2 separate regions of the Mus musculus genome follow, and region 2 is linked to region 1. Evidence: chromatin contacts called from public HiChIP or PLAC-seq data. All regions are on one chromosome and are shown on one strand. Each heading gives the region's core, a stretch centred on a gene start, on an enhancer-like site or on the middle of the called end of the contact. The rest is flanking DNA. Distances are from core to core; before and after follow the strand shown. Region 1 has its middle 110 kb from the start of Gm25622. Region 2 holds the start of Adam6b (a disintegrin and metallopeptidase domain 6B).

Evidence for each region. HiChIP or PLAC-seq counts read pairs in DNA pulled down with a chosen protein or histone mark.
Region 2: a RAD21 HiChIP or PLAC-seq map of pro-B cells shows a contact between it and region 1, with 3 times the contacts expected there. The contact joins the promoter of Adam6b here to the enhancer-like site in region 1. A contact is called at or near these places in 2 of 15 datasets of contacts at CTCF or cohesin (large pre-B cells and pro-B cells), 2 of 115 datasets of contacts at active chromatin or transcription factors (large pre-B cells and regulatory T cells) and 4 of 9 other capture datasets (adipose tissue, liver, macrophages and 1 more).

What each region holds. Positions count from the first base shown.
Region 1 is chr12:113,319,969-113,322,861 of GRCm38.p6, reverse strand. It overlaps Igh. Among named protein-coding and RNA genes, the nearest start is that of Gm25622, 110 kb to the right of the region's middle. Within about 2 kb of position 1,576, at least 31 of the 459 cell types and tissues checked have an H3K27ac peak or open chromatin away from gene starts, as enhancers often do. A contact at or near this core is called in pro-B cells, where this site is marked.
Region 2 is chr12:113,487,707-113,490,879 of GRCm38.p6, reverse strand. It overlaps Adam6b (a disintegrin and metallopeptidase domain 6B), which reads right to left and starts at 1,315. Exons shown (of 1, transcript NM_001009545.1): 1 at 1-1,315. The coding sequence starts at 1,315. It also overlaps Igh.

The sequences.
Region 1 (2,893 bases), core at 327-2,826:
GAGAGGAAAATGAATTGATTCCCAAATGTTCTCCTCTATGTGTGCACCGTGGCATGTGCATGCACACAATTACACATAAACACATTCAACATAAATACAACACACATATACACGCTGCACACACATACACACACAGAACACACACCACACACACACACCACACACAATCACACACATATTCCACACAGTACACCACAAACATCTATACACACCACACACACACAGACACACACACACACACATTCATACACAGCACAACACAAACATCTATACACAACACACACACAATACACATAGTCACACGCATATTCACTCACACACATATTCACCCACACACAATCATACATAGACACATTCAACATAAACACAACACCACACACACACACACTTGCACACACAAATGTAATGATTTTTTTAAGGACTACATCTTTTTTCCTCTCTGTCTGCATCGCTGAAGGTGTTCATGCTCCCATCCTTGCCAGACAGCACTTTATGAGAAATGAGTCATAGCCATGCCACAGCCTCAGTGTGGTACTGACTTAAAATTTCCTCCAGCAGATAATCTATTCTATTCCTTATGAACATGGCCAGATACTTTCCCAGAATGTAACAGAGGCCATCATACCTTGATGAGATCCTGTCCCCCTTAGAACCCCATGGGCTGGGTCCTTGCTGTCCAAAGCCCCTTTTTAATGTTGCCTGCACTGGGCTTTCTCTTCCTGTAGCAAATCTTTGCACCTTATTTTTTTAAGTTCCTAGAGCAGGTATATCCTGAGAAAGTACTTATTTACATCCAAAGAATAGATACAGAATATATACATTTCACAGGGCTCCTTTTGTCCTGGTTACCAATGCCATTGGGTCCACAAGTTGTGTTTGGACCTTACAATAACAAAAAAAACAAAAAAAAACAAAAATCAAAACATCATTTTCTTTCCTTAACCACCAATTCTATCTCTGTCTATCTCTCTGCTTCTCTCGGTGGGGTGTGTGTGTGTGTGTGTATGTGTGCGCGTGTGTGTGTGTGTGTGTGTGTGTGTGTGTGTGTGTGTGTGTGTGTGTGCGCGTGTGCGTGTGCGTGCGCGCGCGTGTGTGTGTGTGTGTGTGTGTGTGTGTGTGTGTGTGTGTGTGTGTGTGTGTGTGTGTACGTGTACACGAGTGAAGGTCTGAAAATGCATCTCATTCCTGAAGCTGGAAGTCCCGGAGGCTGTGAACCATCTGGCCAGTTACAGAGAACCAAACTTGGAGTCCTCGCAAAAGCAGCATATACTCTTAACTGCTCAGCCATCTTTCTAGCACCCGAATTTTCTTTTGAGGCCTTGTATGCTATACAGGATAAACTCAGCCAGGTCACACCCAGCATAGCCCAGCATAGGCAGAACAGCCACAGCTAGAGATTTAGAGGACTGGACATCCTTCCAGCTGGACACTGTGACCTGGTTTCTGCTAAATTGAAGCTTCAGTCCTCAAGATGAAGGAATGGCGTCTGCTGGGCCACAGAGCAGGCCTGAGCCCTTGCTTTCGGTGTGGGCAAGCGTGTGTCCTGTTTGTTACCACAGCTAGAAACAGATGCTACTGCTGAGAAGCCGTCTGTGAAGAGGCTGTTAAAGAGTTGTGAAGCGTGGCAACCACGGCAACCCACATGACAAGGATGACTTACAGACTGTGGCTTTGGTGCTGGGAAAAACATTAACCAACCGTCCTACAGAGGTTCCAGGGCCACAAGATCATCGCATGTGTGGAGCCGTGGATTGTAGTTGACACCTCTATCACCCAAGGAGAGCCATGTGGAAGGCATGCCTTTGTGTTGCTGTGTATAAATGAATTCAAGCAGCAGGGTTAGGGTTTGAGAACCCTGGCATAGAAGGGTTTGCTAGAGTGGTACCACAAATATCATTGTACAGTTTTTATCTTCCATGTGGAGAAAAGCTGTCAGGATCAAATCAAGCAGCTTCTATCCCCAAAACTGGCCATTGGTCTCCAGCCTTGGTACCCTATGCTACCTGGAGCTGCCCAGGGGTTTGTGGATGGGGTCTGTGATGGAAAACATCAAGCCTAAAATCCAGAAAGGAATATGGACACAGCCTCCCTGTGGCCACATTCCTTCCAGGAAGACTTTCTCAGTAGGCTGAGGTAGACAGACTTTGGGAAGGTGTCATCCAGGATCTCTAGTGATGTTGCAGATACTGAGAAACATTGGCCTCCCAACATGGTCATTTGTCTATTCACTATTTCAGGTGTTTGTTTGTTTTTGTTTGTTCATTTGTTGAAGTGTGCGTGTGCATTTGTGTGTGTGTGTGTGTTGGTGGGAGAGTACAAGCCATAGAACACAGAGAAATCAGAGAACTTGCAAGAGTCAGGTCTCTCTCTTCAACATGTGGGTCCTAGAAGTGGAGTTCAGCATCCTTATCTGCTGAGCCATCATCACACTGGCCCACTCATTCCGTCATCTACTGGCTCATTTATCCGTTCATCTGGCTCTCCTGAGGCGAGAGCCCTTTGCCCTCCAATCCCAGCAGGCAGCATTGGAAGCACACTGACAGTGATGGGCACATAAGGGAGCAGTGCCAGAGACGACACCAGGGTACAGAGACACTGCCCATATCTGACAAACGGTGAAGATCTAAGGACTGGTTGGGGAGCCTTAGAGGATCAGGCAAGGCCTCTGGTATAGCAGAGACCCAGCACTCCAGGTCAACTCTACCTACAGAGGCTTAATTATTTCTCTTCAATGGCTGCACTGACCAATAGATGATGGGAAAGGTCCCTACTGACCTGTGGGGTTCATGCAGAACTGGGGTTAGCAGATGGGGCTTGAGCTTGGCAGCCTCTGTGGGAAGCCTGTGGGGAGATAGACAATACTCTAGAGAGACTGGAGCCCTGCAGAGGAGAT
Region 2 (3,173 bases), core at 66-2,565, 170 kb before region 1:
CCTTTTGGGAGCCACAGTCACACTGCTCATCGTTATCTACTTTGAAGTTTCCACAAAACTTATAAGTCAATGATGTATTATAATAAACATGACGGTCATAGAAAAGACATGGCATCAGACCAGGAGTATTAAGTATGTTGCTTATCTCTGCAAGGGAACAATTGCTGAAAGCATCTGTTAATTGAGGATGTCTGAACATAATGCAGGTGTTCCTTCTCTGGCAGACACAGTACCCCTCATCATATTTTAAGCCTAAACTCCTTCCAACACGATTGGTTATTATAGGAGATAAAAATAAAGGATTTCGATCATATTTACCAATACAAATTAGGGCTAAGGAAGAACATATACTCCTCTCAGCTGGATTAACCTGGTTATCTTGTGGCCCATACTTATTAAGTAAAACTCCTGCATCAGGCTTAAATTTATTATAAAAGACTGACACATAGTAATTATAAGCCGACCCTCCTGGAACTGCAAACTCAAGTCGAAATGGATCAGAATTGGTGTACACAGTCATGAGAAAGACATAGTACCGCATATGAAGATTGGTCAGATAGGTGTCCATTAAACTAATGACTTGAAACAAATACCCAACAGTAGATGAAAGTTTGTCACCTGCAGCAGAATTATATACAGAATTGGTTGCTTGAAAGTGGCCTTTTATAGCAGCTGGATGTGTAGCGTAGTTCTTACTAGATATTCTGGGAGCTCCATCTGCATATTCCAATCTGGAGGAGGGAGAACCTGTATTATGGCTCCAGTGCTTCCATGCATTCATAGGCCCTGTGTCATCAGACTCAGATACTATCTGAGAAACAAGGTGTTCAAAGCTCTGTGAATCATTGAGGGGTTTGATTTCATAGGTAAGGTCATCTAACTTCATGACCCCTGACAGGCCCCCATAACAAGTATCCACAGTGACCATGGATTGTGGGATCCCCTCCAGGTAGCCAATATAGTAACAATCTACAGGAAAAAAGGGGTAATCCATCTGTAAGGCTCCTTGGTCATCTTGAGTTGTCAGCAACAAGTGTCTGGGCCAAATGAGTGTCTTTCTCCGCAGGTGGATGATATGTCTCTGGCCCCGAAAATGCAAGCTATATGAGAGCAGTCTTTGTGCTTGAAGTCCTTTGGTATGGTAGATCTCCTTCCGAGGAATAACCACCTCCGATGAGATGTAACGCCAAGTAGGATGGCCTTGAGAACACCAGACTGGAACCAGGAGGAGCAGCCAGAGTGCAAATAGCAAGAGGAGGACCCTGGGGACCACAGGTCTTTCCACTAGCCTCATGCCCCAGGTCAGAGATAACATCCTGGGTGGAGCTAAATCCCTCTGCTGTGGCCACTGCCTGGTCTAGAAAATACTGACAGAGGACTAAAAACCTCCTCAGGCTCCCAACCTAAGTGGTTACCCAGACAACTGGAGTTAGGTAACAGTCACTGGGTGTGGCAGGAATTGAGTCTGAATGTGTTAGCTGAGGTTGAGGTTAAATATTGTCAAAAGGGATGTCTATAAATGTGCCTGGACAAGAAAAGTCAGAAGCAGCAAGGAGTGTCTCTGACAGGCTCAATCCTTTCTTTTCTTTTTTTGAAGTTCAAAATATCATTTCCACGTGAATGTATTTGGTTCCCAGTGTGACTCTGGGTCTCTTTCTAGGAGTCAATATTTCTTTATATCTTGGCTCATGTTTCTCACAGTTGTTCTAATTTCTTGTTTTGTTTTGTTTGTTTGTTTGAACGTTAGTAGTAAATACTGTCTATATTAGCCTTTTAGCTATAAATGATTGTTTTTATTTCTTCTAATCATATTTTGTTTGAGTTTTGGTTAAACTATTTACAAATGAGTTTTTTTTTTTTCCTTTTGGGTGTTGCTCGAAAGTTTGGAGCTTTCTGTTAATATTGTGTTGTTATTTTTCCAATATTATTAGACCTGAGAATTCTATCTGGGTACCTGTGAACTCTAGAATTTTTAAAAATTCCATCTCTTGGGAACATTACCTCTGACCCCGTCTGAGGCCGAAGTGGCTGTCCCCCTCCAACCTTTAGTATCTTTCTTTCCTGACTATTGGGATTTCTTCAAGCAATCAGGCTGATGGGTTCTCAGCAGTGAGACCAGTAGACTGCCGGTATGAACGTCGAAGAGACTGCCACACACTCCAGGTTCATCAACAGTGCTTTCGCGTCTCTTACTTTTGTAGAAGGAAAAGCAGCCTCTGAGTTATCTCCAAGAAATCATTAATGAAAGAGTTAAAAGATGGGTATCACCCGGAGTTCATGACAAGCCCTGGCTCAGACACGTGAGCAAGGTCTACAGCCCCAAAGATAGGCTGCCCTGCAACATGTATTTATAAGATAGAAGAAAAAAATGGGTGGTTGGAGGGTTGATCAACTTACTTCCTCTCAAACATATATATCTCATCTAAGTGTGCAGGGGAAAACTCTGTAGGACTACTGGGATTGTTATTATCATTATTATTATTATTATTATTATTATTATTATTATTATTATTATTAACTTAAGGCATTTTATTAGATATTTTCTTCATTTAGTTTTCAAATGTTATCCCCGGAACCTCCTATACTCTCTCCCTGCCCTGCTCCCCAACCCACCCACTCCTACATCCTGGCCCTGGCATTCCCCTATACTGTGGCAGATGATCTTCGTAAGACCAAGAGCCTTTCCTCCCATTGATGGCCTACTAGGCTATCCTCTTTTACATATGCAACTAGAGTCACAGCTCTGGGGAGGTATTGCTTAGTTCATATTGTTTTTCCTCCTATAGGGTTGCAGATCCCTTTAGCTCCTTGGGTACTTTCTCTAGCTCCTCCATTGGGGGCCCTGTGTTCCATCCAATAGATGACTGTGAGCATCCACTTCTGTATTTGCCAGGTATTGGCATGGATCTTACTGCACCTTCTGAACTCTCTAAGCAGCTTTCCTGGTCACCTCCAGGAGCCTCATGAATAAGTCTCTGCTTCCCCCTTGTGGCTATGAGCATTACTGCACCTGATACACCCTGCAGCTTCCTAGGGAAGAGGGAGGAAGTGGCTTGGCCCCTGTCTGGTTAAGGTAAGAGGAGATAAATCCCTTCTCATGAATTAGGGTGAGAAGGGTCATGTGCTCTATCATTGGTGACCAACTTGGGGACATGGGCTTATACAGTCATCAC